2 separate regions of the Gossypium hirsutum genome follow, and region 1 is linked to region 2. The links are chromatin contacts, called in public Hi-C maps. All regions are on one chromosome and are shown on one strand. The core of a region is the stretch at or near the end of the contact, and the rest is flanking DNA. Distances in the headings are between cores, read along the strand shown.

What was found. Hi-C and Micro-C count contacts between places; a contact is called where the count stands out from the background.
Region 1: a Hi-C map of leaf shows a contact between it and region 2, with 2.4 times the contacts expected there. The contact joins the promoter of LOC107923977 here to the promoter of LOC107941715 in region 2. A contact is called at or near these places in 11 of 34 Hi-C or Micro-C datasets (callus, hypocotyl, leaf and 1 more).

Annotation. Positions count from the first base shown.
Region 1 is chrA11:20,103,397-20,110,208 of Gossypium_hirsutum_v2.1, reverse strand. LOC107923977 reads left to right here and starts at 1,998. Exons shown (of 3, transcript XM_016854203.2): 1 at 1,998-2,451; 2 at 3,123-3,146; 3 at 3,924-4,509. The coding sequence starts at 2,259. The coding sequence ends at 4,270. It overlaps LOC107923976 (fatty acid hydroperoxide lyase, chloroplastic), which reads right to left. Exons shown (of 4, transcript XR_005904912.1): 2 at 4,840-5,816; 3 at 4,173-4,368; 4 at 3,296-3,337.
Region 2 is chrA11:19,811,525-19,818,456 of Gossypium_hirsutum_v2.1, reverse strand. It overlaps LOC107941715 (serine/threonine protein phosphatase 2A 59 kDa regulatory subunit B' gamma isoform), which reads right to left and starts at 3,534. Exons shown (of 2, transcript XM_016875298.2): 1 at 1,885-3,534; 2 at 1-492. The coding sequence starts at 3,126. The coding sequence ends at 88. LOC107941714 (pyrophosphate--fructose 6-phosphate 1-phosphotransferase subunit beta) reads right to left here. Exons shown (of 16, transcript XM_016875297.2): 16 at 5,878-6,146. The coding sequence ends at 6,064.

The DNA.
Region 1 (6,812 bases), core at 749-3,248, 290 kb before region 2:
GAGAGAATAATAGCAGTAATAATATTGCAAAAATAATTAATATGATAATAAAACAAATATAGTAAGTAAAAAAAAAAAGAAAGTATGATAATAATAATAATAATAAGCTAATAATGACAAAGATATAAAGAAATAATAATAAAAATAATGATAACCATAAAAGTAAATATAATTATAGTATAAAATAATAATAATAATAGTGGTAATAATATTAATAAAAAGAATATAAAAAAATGAATGTAATAGTAATATATAATAATTATGAAATAGTACTAATAATAAAAAATTAGAAGATAATAAAATAATAATAATTAATTAATTTAAAAAATAAAATAGAAAAAAATAACGAAAAAGATTAAATCGAACTTAAAATAGAGTTTTAGGGCTAATCCGAAATAAAAATAAGGTTAAAGGACCAATTTGCATGCACGAATAACAAGGAGGGACCAAAAGGGTAATAATCCCTTCTCCTCCAAAACGCACAGCATTAGAGAGGACCAAAATGCAATCGAAATAAATCATAGGGCCAAATAAAAAATAACGAAAGTTTTAATTACAAAGCTATAAAAAGCAGAAGGGCTAAATGCGCAATTAGCCCTTCCAATTAAAAACGCGCGGATCCTAGGTTGGAGCAGGTCGGGTCAAACGGGTCAGACAGGTCAAGGGCAAAGCGAAAAACTAGTATCCATTCAAGATAAAATAATATATAAAACTGTTTAGAAGTAATATACAAAATAATATAATTCTAAAATGCTATACATGAAATGAAAAACTTATTATAAATATATATATAGAATAATAGCAGTAATAATATTGCAAAAATAATTAATATGATAATAAGACAAATATAGTAAGTAAAAAAAAGAAAGTATTATAATAATAATAATAATAATAATAATAATAATAATAATGACAAAGATATAAAGAAATAATAATAAAAATAATGGTAACCATAAAAGTAAATATAATTATAGTATAAAAAATAATAATAATAGTGGAAATAATATTAATAAAAAGAATATAAAAAATGAATGTAATAGTAATATATAATAATTATGAAATAGTACTAATAATAAAAAATTAGAAGATAATAAAATAATAATAATTAATTAATTTAAAAAATAAAATAGAAAAAAATAACGAAAAAAAGATTAAATTGAACTTAAAATAGAGTTTTAGGGCTAATCCGAAATAAAAATAAGGTTAAAGGACCAATTTGCATGCACGAATAACAAGGAGGGACCAAAAGGGTAATAATCCCTTCTCCTCCAAAACGCACAGCATTAGAGAGGACCAAAATGCAATTGAAATAAATCATAGGGCCAAATTAAAAATAACGAAAGTTTTAATTACAAAGCTATAAAAAGCGGAAGGGCTAAATGCGCAATTAGCCCTTCCAATTAAAAACACGCAGATCCTAGGTTGGAGCGGGTCGCGTCAGACGGGTCAAGGGCAAAGCGACATTGTTTTAGGCATTTGAGGCCAGTCCAAAACAACGTCGTTTTGGGGGGCCTAAATAAGGCCAAAATCTTTAAAAAAAAACACTTGCAACCTTCTTTCAAAAAAAAAAACTCCCTTCCCCCCTTTATTCTCTCTGCAAGCCTAAAGGTTCAGCCAGGCTCCGTTCACCGACCACCGCCGCAACTGTACCCGTAGGCTAAATAAATTAACTATTATCATTTGTGTCAATATTCAAATTTTAAAATTCAAAAAGTATAAGAACTTGGAATGATTTCAATTGGAGAATATAGACTAAATCTACAACTGTACGCATAGTACAAGACTAATAATTAAAGTTAACCAAATGGAATTAACTATTACCATTTGATTTAGGATTAAAATTCAAAATTTTAAAAGTATAGAGACTAAAATTGATGAAATTAAAGTATACAGACTAAATTTATAGTTTTATAAAGTAGAAGGACTAATAACAGAATTTACCTAAAGTAATTTGCTAATTGTAATTGTTTTAAATTTTGGTTTGCTAAAGTTGGTACGCGGCCCAAAGTTTGACATTGTCGACAATAGATTTTTTGTTCCAATAACAGTTTCCTACTTCCTTCCCCTTCCCCTTCGCATTCCCACTCCTACACACTCATGTCGATGAAAGATTGACGAACCCACCCGCAAATTTTCGACTGTCGAAGAACCGTTAAATAAAAACAAAATGCATGGTTAGAATTTGACATTTTGCCGACTACTGCATCCAATTGCTTCAGTCTCGATTTGGTTTCCAGTTAGACTCTGAGATAGAAGAGATGGCAGTGAACCAGACGGCGGCGTTGAAGGTGGGGTTGTGTCTATTGGGACTCTGTTTATTCGGCTACATAGTGGGTCCTCCTCTGTATTGGCATTTCATGGAAGGATTAGTAGCCGTCAGCCACACTTCCAACACTTGCCCACCTTGCCTTTGCGATTGCTCTTCTCAGCCTCTTCTCACAATCCCTGAAGGTATTCCCAGATCTGGCTCGATCTCATCTCCTCCTTTCTTGTTTCCATTTCATATATATTGGATTTGATCAGTTTCACAAACCTCAAAATCATGTTGTAGTAGTAAACTGTAATTTGAAATGAGTGCTTTATGCGCTTCCTGCCCAATTTATTTACACTTGGAGAGTGGAGATCCTATGATTTCCCCTCTTTTTTTTGTTCATCGAATTTTCAATTAGTTACTGCCTAATTTTAATTTACAATAGATGAGTTTTGGAATATTATGATAACCCATTATTCTTTTGTTAATTCTAGGAAGCTTTTATTCTTCGTGCGAATTTTTTCCAAGGCATAATATTTTCACTTAGAATTTTTATCAATGTTGTTTCTGTTGTCAATTAATAGAACTCCATATCCTTGGCTATGGGGTTTTACTTGGTAGTTATGAAGCTAATTATTGAAAGTTGAAACTCATGCCTGTTTTATGAATGCTGTTGTTAGCCTTTCTTTCTATTATGTTAATTTGTTGCTTTGTATTAGCATTCTCTATGCTACTTGCCCTGCAAAGTTCCAAGTTTCCATTTTTATTAAAGATGGCAATCGGGTATTTGGAAATGTTAATTATTTGCTCTTTGGCAATTTTGCCCAGCAAAATTAAGCTAATTTTATGGTTCTATCTTTAATTTATGCAGGACAGAGCAATGCTTCCTTTACAGGTCAGTTTCCTGTTTCTTTGTCATGGATGGATGTGTTTATTGGAATATGGGACTAACTTAATACAAAGAAATTTTACATTTGTTTTTCTATGCCTTTTAGATCACCTCTAATTTTAGCATGACCGACCCTCTCTGTTGAGTTTTTTTCACCATTGTTGCTGCTATCGCTTTCATTTAGGTGTCAACTTTATTTTAACAGATGTTATGCCTTATATGATGCAATATGAGAAATATATTTAATAGTTTTTCTTATCCTTCTGTTTTTGTGCCGTTATACTCTCTAATCACGTGATTTCCCTAAGCCACCCCTGTCAATAATGATTGATAGCTGATGTAACAATATTTGATTGCTAATCACATGATTTTCACTTTTGTTTTCTCTTCAATAATGATTGATTGCTAATGTAACAATTTTTTTTTTACCTAGACGCTGTCTAACAATTGCATAACCGAGCCATGTTTTTAAGATTGATTGCAAATGACTGATATTGTGAAATAACACTTACATAAGATAAAGTAGTAACTCTGGCTTTGGTATGCAGGATGAACTGCTTTGGTTGGGATTGCTTGATAATTAATGTTGTGGTATTTTTTTATCCGAGAGTAATTTGGATGTGAATGTAACATTAAATGTAATAACCCTCTATATTGCATTAACAAAAACCACTGCCTTCATTTAGCAAATGATTTCATTTCAGGGTGATATTGGTGATTTTGAGTTTTATTTATGTTTTGATATGGCTGGTTCCTTGAAGGTTGAATGTGAATATTTTGCAGATTGTGCAAAGCATGATCCAGTGGTAAATGAGAATACAGAAAATCACTTTGCAGAACTTTTGACAGAAGAACTGAAGCTAAGAGAAGCCGAAGCTTTGGAAAATCAGCAACGTGCAGACATGGCATTACTCGAGGCTAAGAAGTTAGCATCACAGTATCAAAAGGAAGCAGACAAATGCAATTCGGGTATGGAGACCTGCGAAGAAGCAAGGGAGAAAGCTGAAGAAGCACTGTCGGCTCAAATGAAATTGACAGCAATGTGGGAAATAAGAGCTCGTCAGAAAGGGTGGAGAGAAAAGGTCGCCAAATCTAATGCGCAGACACAAGGTAACCTCCAGTTTGTCTAAACCATCCACCATGGATAGGAAGAAAATTAGTAGAAAACGTATTTCGTTCCTTCTTTTCTTTTCCACTGTTCAGTGCTCTGCGACATGTTCTGTCAATTCTGGACCGCGAAGCGGAATTTTATAGTCATCATGAATTTCAGAGTTAATATTATAGGCAGTCTAATTTAACATTGTAGTAAACATTATATTTGATAATCTTGGATACGATATATAAGAAAAACGATTAAAATACAGCATGATATGAACATCTAAATGTGTCAAAGGGATATACTGATTACCATATCTAGTAAAATATGATTGATTTCTAACATAAACTAATTCACTCCAAAACTACTCTTTATCATAATTTCTCATCAATAACTCATGCTTCATTCTATCAATTTTTTTCTTTATGGATTTCACTAGAGTTGAAGATGCAAATTAATCATTATTCATTCCAATATATTTGAAGAAAGGAACATTTGTTCAGAGAAAATATAGTATATATTCTCTGCTCCTATCAAATTTATCATCAATTTGCCTTCTCAACAGCTGTTATTTTACTAGAATCCCCACTGATTGAATCATACCTTTGAAACATGCGAGTTACAATTAATGAAGCTGACATTGTCACAAAATCCTTTGCTGCACATTGCTTGTTAGACTCAGTCGGTGATCCGGTCTGCGGCCCATTCGACCAGAACAAGTAATTCAGTAATTCTTTCCCTTTCCCCACGAACCGGTCCGGTTTAAAACTCTCTGGTTCATCAAAAACATTACTGTCCCTCATGGCCATAGGCTGATACCCACAAAGCAACTCACCTTTTTTTATGTCAAAAGCCGAGTCATGAGAAGCGAGTTGAAAATCCTTCCTAGCTCGTGCGTACTGAAGTTGAACCGGTGGGTTCATACGCAATGTCTCATAAACAACTGAGTTCACCAGCTCCATGCCTTTCAACGAGTCAAAACTCAAACCAGATGAGGACGACCCACATATTTGTTTCACTTCGTCACTTAACCTAGCTTGTAATCCAGTTTTATCACTGGCTATGGTGCCGATCAATGTGGGTAAAAAGAGGGAGAAACCACCGAAGGCATTAAACCCAAGAGTGAATATCAAGTTGTTGATGGAGTCGGATGCGGAAAGACCGAACTCCTGTTCACCGCGCTGAACTACTTCTTTACCGTGCTGCTCAATGAACCTATAGAGCTTTTGGTAGCCCCCACTTACGAGGGCGGAAGGGTAAGTGTAGGAGTGAAGAAATATCTCAACCAGGGGCTGAAAAGCTAGGACAGGGACGGTGGGGAGGAGTTGAAGGCCGAGCCATAAGTTGATGGTCAAGGGACCAGAATTGGCAACGGCGGGGTCGAGGGCAGGGTCAGCTCCGAGGAGGGACTTGCAGAGGAAGTAGAAGAGGAAGGTTTGGAGGTGTGAGAAGAAGGATGAGGTGCCGTTGGTGGAGATTTCGGATTCAACGGTGTCAAAGAATTTGTCGAGGTTGGCTTGGAGTTCGGCCACCCACACCTTGGAGCTCCGCTTCAGGATGTCTAGGGAAAAGTTCTTCAGCTGTTGAATTCAAACACCAGATATTGCAATCTCAGTAACATGCAAAGTTGATCTAATGTCTAACCTTGCCTTGCCGATGTATTTTTAGATATATGAAAAGTTCTCTTGTGCTTTCTTTTTAAATATATATTTTTAATATTTTAGTGTATTTGTAAATTCTGAATCTTATTTGTAAGATTTAAAAACTCTACTAATAATAGGGTAAACTACACCTATTGTCATTTTTATTTATATTATATTACATTTTAATCATTTATATTTAAAATGACAAGTTTTAGTCACTTACATTATCGTGTTATAATATTTTAGTTATTGAGCCGTTAATTATTGTTAAGGGTTTAACGGTAAGTTGACGTGACACGTTAAATCATCATTTCAAACAAAAATTTTAGGTTAAATTATACAATTGGTCCTTATATTTTTTTCGTTTTAAGCAATTTAATTTTTTCTTTTATGTTCTTTAACCTTTTTTTCCACTCTCTTCTGCTTTTCCCTCTATTTTCCTATTTTCTCTATTTCTTTTAACGTATCAAGAAGTCAAATTAGCAGAAAAGAAAGAAACAAGAAGTTGAAGGCCATTATTGCCTATAACCAAAATTCATAAACCCATACCATCTGCTAATTATCAAAATCCTCCACCACCACTCATCATCTTCATTTTATCCACTAACACATTCACTATTACCATGACCTTCTTTCAAAAACATATCAAAAAATTCCCAACTTTTAGACTACCCAATATCAAATCTCCATCATCGGCCATTAGATAGGCTCTATTCTTTTTGTATGTGTTCCTCCTCACCAATACCTCATTCCTAACTGTTAGGATCGACAAGAAAGTTGCCGAAGTACCTTAAACCCCTTGACTTGAATCTAACCCCTCTTTTTCTCCATTTCTCTCTCTTTTTACACTTTTTTCTTTGTTACAAGTCTAATCTTTGACTTTGTGATTTTTGGGGCTTATTAATTGTTGTTTACTTGGATTCTTAATTGATT
Region 2 (6,932 bases), core at 2,285-4,784:
CATGGTGCACCATTCAGGTTACACCATGGATCATTTCACTATGGTGGATATGATCTGATTTCTTAACAGTTGCTTTCATTGTATCTCTCAACTGCCCACCATTGCCTTTGGGGTTGGGCTGGTGGCAGTAGCAGTGGCAATGGCAATGGAAGAGACAAATCTAGAAACCAGTACAGCCTCATTGCTTGCTGCGGTAGTAGATGAAGCTACATCTTCCAAATGCTTCCAGGTTAGTTCCCGCCTTTCCTGCATCTCTTTTTCCTTCAATTCATCTTCTTGGAATCTGGACAAACACTCGTCAAAAAGCACATGATCAACATCCGTGAATATCTTCCTGACATTTAGTGTAAAGCTCTGGACTGCCAGGTTCCAATGACCATTGGTATTTCTCTCCAGTGCAGGGAAGATTATAGGGAGTATTACTGAGCGGTTCTGGATGATAAGATTTCTTATGTGATCATTGTTCCACAAAAATAAAGCCCGTTCCGCTACCTGCCATAAACAAAAAGAACATTTTCCAAATCATACTCCTACAACATAGAAAAGTTGAGAGCACAAAGCTCTACTTGTCTCAAACTAGATACCAGGCAACTAATGACTAAAATCATGTAATTTCCACAGTGAATAACTATTCTCCTTTTGTTTTCCCTTTGAAGCCAACATAAAATGAACCACTTACAACAACAGGTGTGGCCATTACCGAAAAAGTGTAGGGTTAACCTGTCCTGTAGTGATCAAATTGAATCATCTCCTTTTCTAGGTATTGCAAGAATGAAACTAGGGTTATGAACTCAAATCCACCAGCATAGCAACATTACATTACTCTCAACTAAGAATGCCCTATTCTTGACAGTTCAAAAGTGCTTTTTGATTGCTGTGGAATGAGAGGCCACTTGAATGTATTTTTATTTCATTTAGGGCAATTAGAACAGGATCAACCTTTTGGAACGATGAACATGCAACTCACTACCAGGATTAAATTGCCATCTCCTTCCCAGCAAAACCATTACAATTCTCTTGACTATAAACATCATCAACTACTGGTAGAAAAGATATATTGAATTCTTTTCTCAAGGATAAACAGTAACGTTGAAGCTGAGCAGATACGCATTTTTCATGAACATGATACTCATAGTCCACACGACAATGCTGTCTTCAAGGATCAAATAAATCTCACTCCCAAGAAATTAAGCATGCTAGCCAAAGTAATATAGATAACTTATGCCTCAAATGTAAAACTATGATAATGTCCACACCATACAACAACACACTCCCCAACATGCTTCAATCCATAAATGCCATCAAAATAATATTTCCCCAAGAAGATGCTGCTGGGCGGGTGCAAGCATTGAGCAGAAATAAAGGGGAACAAAAGAGCAGTAGCTTTCAAACTATTCAAGGAAAATCATCAGTTAACTAGCCTAGTGAGGTATGAGTGGCTTCCCAGTCACTGCCAGATTCAATAAATCCTTCCCTTAACCGAGAAAATAAGATCAGCTTAGATCAATCTAAAAAATAATACATCCTTATCTCAGCAAAATATCCTATGTTCTACTATTTATGCCGAAAATTTCTTGTAGCTTGTTCTACAATTCTAACTCTTTTCCCCGACCAGATTCTTAAAATAGTACAGGGGCTTAGGGTTTAACAAACATATATATTAAAGATGGACATTGACCAGTAGGAATTGTTCAGGATGGAAAGGCGTGGAAAATCTCTAACAGCAACAATGGAGAATAAAAAAACAGTAAGAGGCTCCAATCGCTGTAAAAGAATGTGTAGTGATGAAGTATGTGATACAGGCATACAGTAGTCAACAAAAGAAGGCAAGAAGCTTACAGAAAAAGTCAATAGAGGGAGTAACAATGATAATCTAGACAGTACCTGAAAATGAGAGCTATTGAGGCAGCGGCCAATCTGACGGAAAAGAGGAACCTGGCAGCGTTGGAATTCTGCTGCCTGAGTAGCTTCTAGAACTTCTTCCAACTCTCCCACAAACATGACCTCCTTTGAACTATTAATGACAGGCCAATACTTTAGTAGGCCTCGGATGACAGTATCAGCCAGTTTGTAGTCTTTCTCAACAAACTGAGTAATGCAATAAGAAAGCTGCTGATGGTACGTGGATGCACACTTGGGCTTGTGAAGAGGAATCAGGGCTCGTACCAAGAAGAGCTTGTGCTCTTCCTTCAAAGGCAAGGCAAACCCATTTATTATACTTCCCAAGATTTCAAGCAACTCAGCTATACCATTGTGCTTCTCTGTCTCAAAAATAAACCTGTAGAAAATATTGTTGATGGCTTTCCTAATAAATGGTCGATGCACCATGAACTTCCCATAAATTCGATGTAGAATTGTCTTCAGATAATCCCTCTCTCTATGGTCATCCGAATCAAACAAATCCAACAATTTCAACACAAATGAATGATCCATGTATCTCTTAGCAAGCTTGGCATCGGTCTCTGGTGAGACCACAAATCTAAGTAAAAGTTCATACACAATCTGAAGATGAGGCCAAGCAGGATCCATGGCCGGTTCCTCATCTTCCAAATCATACATTTCTAGAAGTTTGTTATCGTGATTCGGAGATGGAAATGTTCTAAAGAGATTAGCAGCAACCATTCTAGTCATCTCTTGCACCGCCAACTCATTGAACTTGGATGTAACTGAGGAAATATAATCAACAAGCTCCAACAGAGTCTGCTTCTTTATGTCCTTCTCCCGAAGGTTCTTAGTTGGATCACCAAAATCAAAAACCACACAACACATATTCAACTTCTTAAGGAAAAGACTCTGCTTTTCCGTGCTGGGAACATCCCGGAAACCAGGCAAAGCCTCATAAATCCCTGAAACTAACATAAGACCTGCTTGGCTTGCAAGAGGGTCAGTTTTCTTCCCTTGATTTGAGTTGGCCGAACTGGATGAATGAGAATTAACAGTCCCACCGTTCAAACGTGAACCTGAATTTGAGAATTTAAAAGCGGAACCAGGTTTAGAGCTGTTTAAAGAATTGGGTCCAAGAGAAGAGTTGAAAAAGGAATTACCATTGAGTGCATCACCGTTGGGTTCATGTTGGGATGATTTCGATGGTTTTCGCGGTAGCTTTCCGAATATCTGCTTCATCATATCTACAGAAAGAAAAACCCTAAATAGCCCTAGCCCTAATCCACAGTTACGAAAGATTCCAACTTGAAAGACCACATGGTATACAAATTTCTTTTACACATAATTTTGGATTCAAGCACTGAGAACTGAAGAATTGCATTTAAAGAAAACAAAAACAATATTCAGAATGGAATGCGTTTCTTTTCATAAATTAAAATGAAGGTGAAATCTTACTGAAAGGAAGGAATGGGTTAAAGCCCCTAAAAACAGTCCCTGATTAAATAAACCCAGTTCGAATAAAATAAGTAAATAATATCTAGTGATACCAAATAAATAAAATAAAATCCTTCGTCTCTGTGAAAGAAAAAGAGAAGAGGAAATGGAGGGTTTTGGTCCTTTTGGACAGTACTCATGGGCCACGCCAGTCAATTCACACAAATTTTAATTTTTTATTCAAATTTCAGACTCAAAAGCTTTTTTATTTTTTTTTTAAAAATGTGTTCGAGAAAAATCCTTTCATTTTGGTGTTTCCAGATCATCCATTGGTCCATAATATGATACTAGTATATATGTACAAAATATATTTATAAAGTTTTGTCCTACTGGGATGAATTGATACTGCTTCAAATTTCTGAATTAACTTCAAAATTAATCTCCAAAACAATGTACGCATAGGAAAACTTAATTTCCAACTTCAAAAAAAAAAAAAAAAAAACAGTAATTCCTACGGTCATGACAACTCACTCATATGATATAACTTGGTTCCTTTCACTATTTAATAATATAACTTATCAAAGAAAACCTTCAAATTTCTTAAAAGAAGCAAGAAAAGATGAATTCAAATGATTCAAAGGGCAAGGAAAAAGAGGAAGTTTGGTCTGACTTACATCACTTAGCGGAGATGACATTGGGAACACTAGAATGGGGGAAGAAGAAATGACGTAGCTCTAAGTCACCAGATGAAACTAGTAGGGCAAATAAGCCTGACAATACAGAGCAGCACAACAAGGGTAGTGGTAGTAGTAGTAGTAGTAGTAGTTCGGCCCTTCAACCTTGCTTGCCCGAAAGGGTGAAAGAGATGACCAAAGGCTTGGGAGAAGCGATGATCAATTGGTCATACAAAAATCATTGTAAAAAATCGATTTGACGGAGCACCATGGTCGTCTCTCCATACCCATGAATCAAGTCCGAGCGGAGTTTCTTACGGACGAAGAAAAGGAGGTGCTGAAAGAAGGCGGGAAGGAGGGTATAGAAGCATTGGTGATTGAGCCGATTCGGATGTGAGTAATATGGTTTTAAGGAGATGGGAGATGCGGAAGCAGAAGGGGAAGGGGAAAAATTCCCCCCTCTACGTCTTCATCCGTGGGTGGCAATCACTAGTACAAAAGTGTGGCTTGCAAGTTGATGTGATTCAAGTATGGTCGTTTCGGTTCAATTTCAAACTATGTTTTGCTTTAGTAATTCTTCTTTGAAGAGACAATTAAATTAAAGGCAGTTGTATTATTTTTATTTTCTTGCTAAATTTTTGTGGTTTTTTTTTTCCATATTTTTCATCTCTTAATATCTATGACTATCTCTTCTAATAAAATCACTTAAAAATAGAGGTCCATATTTTAGTGTGTTTTTCATTGATAATAATAGTTACATTTTTTTTTACTCGTGATAATATTAATTACAACTCATGTGAATTTCAAATTTATTATACTAAAAACATTAACCAATCAAAGAAAACACATTAGAATTTTCTTATCTATTTATAAAATATAATAAAATTTACGTTTTTTATATACTGAATATAGATGCATTTTATGATATTTTGAAATTATTTAAGAAATGTATCAAATTTTACAATGCACATAATAAAGTTGGTACAATCGACTTTCTTTATAACCACCTGCTATAACAATATTTTGTTATAATAATCAAATTTCTAAAAAAACTCATTTTTTATGTTTTATTTTCAACCTCTATAACAACATCCATAGTTATAATTACATCCTTTATTAAATTAATTCTTTATAACAACATATAATCTAAATTTTTTAATAAAATTATAGTTATAATTACATCCTTTATTAAATTAGTTCTTTATAATAGCATATGGTCTAAATTAGTTCTCTTCAATGAATGAAATTAAATATGTCAATTTAAAAAATTATTAAATTCCTTAATTAAATATTTTACTATGAATTTAGAACTTCATAAACTTATAAATTGATTATTTAAATGTAGTAATTAGTAATAAATTAATTAATTTAATTTGATAATTCATTGATTAATTGAACTTGTAAACTTTATAATTTAACATGTAAAAGAATATGTAAAATAAAAGATGCATAAAATCAATAATAATACACTTGACTTTTAGCTTTCTTTCTTTTTTTTTTATGAAATTTTCTATATAAAATTTATGATAAGCTTATAATGATTATCTATTTATAACAACATATTATTATAGATGTATAACAAGTAAAATCAAAACAAACAGATCAAACTATGTTGATTGTATTTCTAGAAATCAAATTTTATGAAAGTCAAACTCCTAAGGCAACCACGTTCAACCATCTATTGTTTTTTTAGCTTTCATTTCGATGGCTCTATGAAGAGCTACCCATTTATCTTTGTAAATGCTTCTATGCTGCCCATTTGTTTAGTTTAGAACCTAAACTTGGATAGCATAGAATGAAAAACTGTTATTGGGATATAGAATCATAATATTGAGTGCTTTCAAAGGTTTCAAGAAAGATCATTTTGTGAACTTATATGTGAACTTAAAAACTAGCAATTAATTTATTAGTGTCACAACTTAATTATATATTCATGAATAACAAAATTTTAGTGCAGTTAACCTTGACTAATTTTTCATATTTACCAAAAAGGAAAAAGAAAAAAATACTTAATCTAATTACAACTTTATTATTTTGTTAGGGGAAGAAATAACATAATTGGACATTAAGATTAAAAATGAAATTGTGCCCCCAGCTCCAGCATTAGAGTGTAGTTGATGTCATTTGCATAAGGACCAACGAATTGAATGGGTCCTGCATCAACATATAAAATTAACATCAAATAATGTTAGTGTTCACCTGCTAACAAACAAAATTTAAGTGAAATGTTTCTTTTCTTTAAAAACAAAATGAATAGGTCAGAATTTATATTTATTAATTGCAAAAGTCCTTGAAGAATTTCAATTTTTTTCACTAACTTTTAATATTTTTTCCATTCAAATAAACATTACTCTTATAATTTTTTTTAGATGAATTACAAGAGAAAGGTAAAACTCTAATTACAATGTATTTAGTACGATTCGAACTCAAACCACACTTGAGGCGGTGAACGCTCTAATCATCAAGCCTTACACGAGGTTCCAAATAAACTTTTATTTATTATAGGTGAATTGTTAACTAGGTATAAAATGAAGGCTAAAGACTAGTTTAAGTGTAATTAAATGTTAATATTAAGAGAAAAAAAAAAGGGACTACAAGGTTTGAATCCATGTCACTTGATTGTTAATCGAGAGCTAGTGAGTGTAATTAAATGTTAGATGCTTATTTTGGCGAAATAAAAATCTATAAATTTATATGAGATACAAGCGACAAGTTTTATAATTATTTTGGCTTAATAGACTCGACTTTGAACCTCTGTTGTTGGTCCATTGATTAGTGTTCATTCTGTGATTTATATGATAAATTCGAATAGCAAGAATTATCTATTTGTGATGGGATACGTGCATGTGTTGACAATAATTTACATTCACGGGTAATATAAAATGTAAAAAAAAAAAAAAAAAAAAAACAGACACTGATATTTTTATACATTGCTAGAAA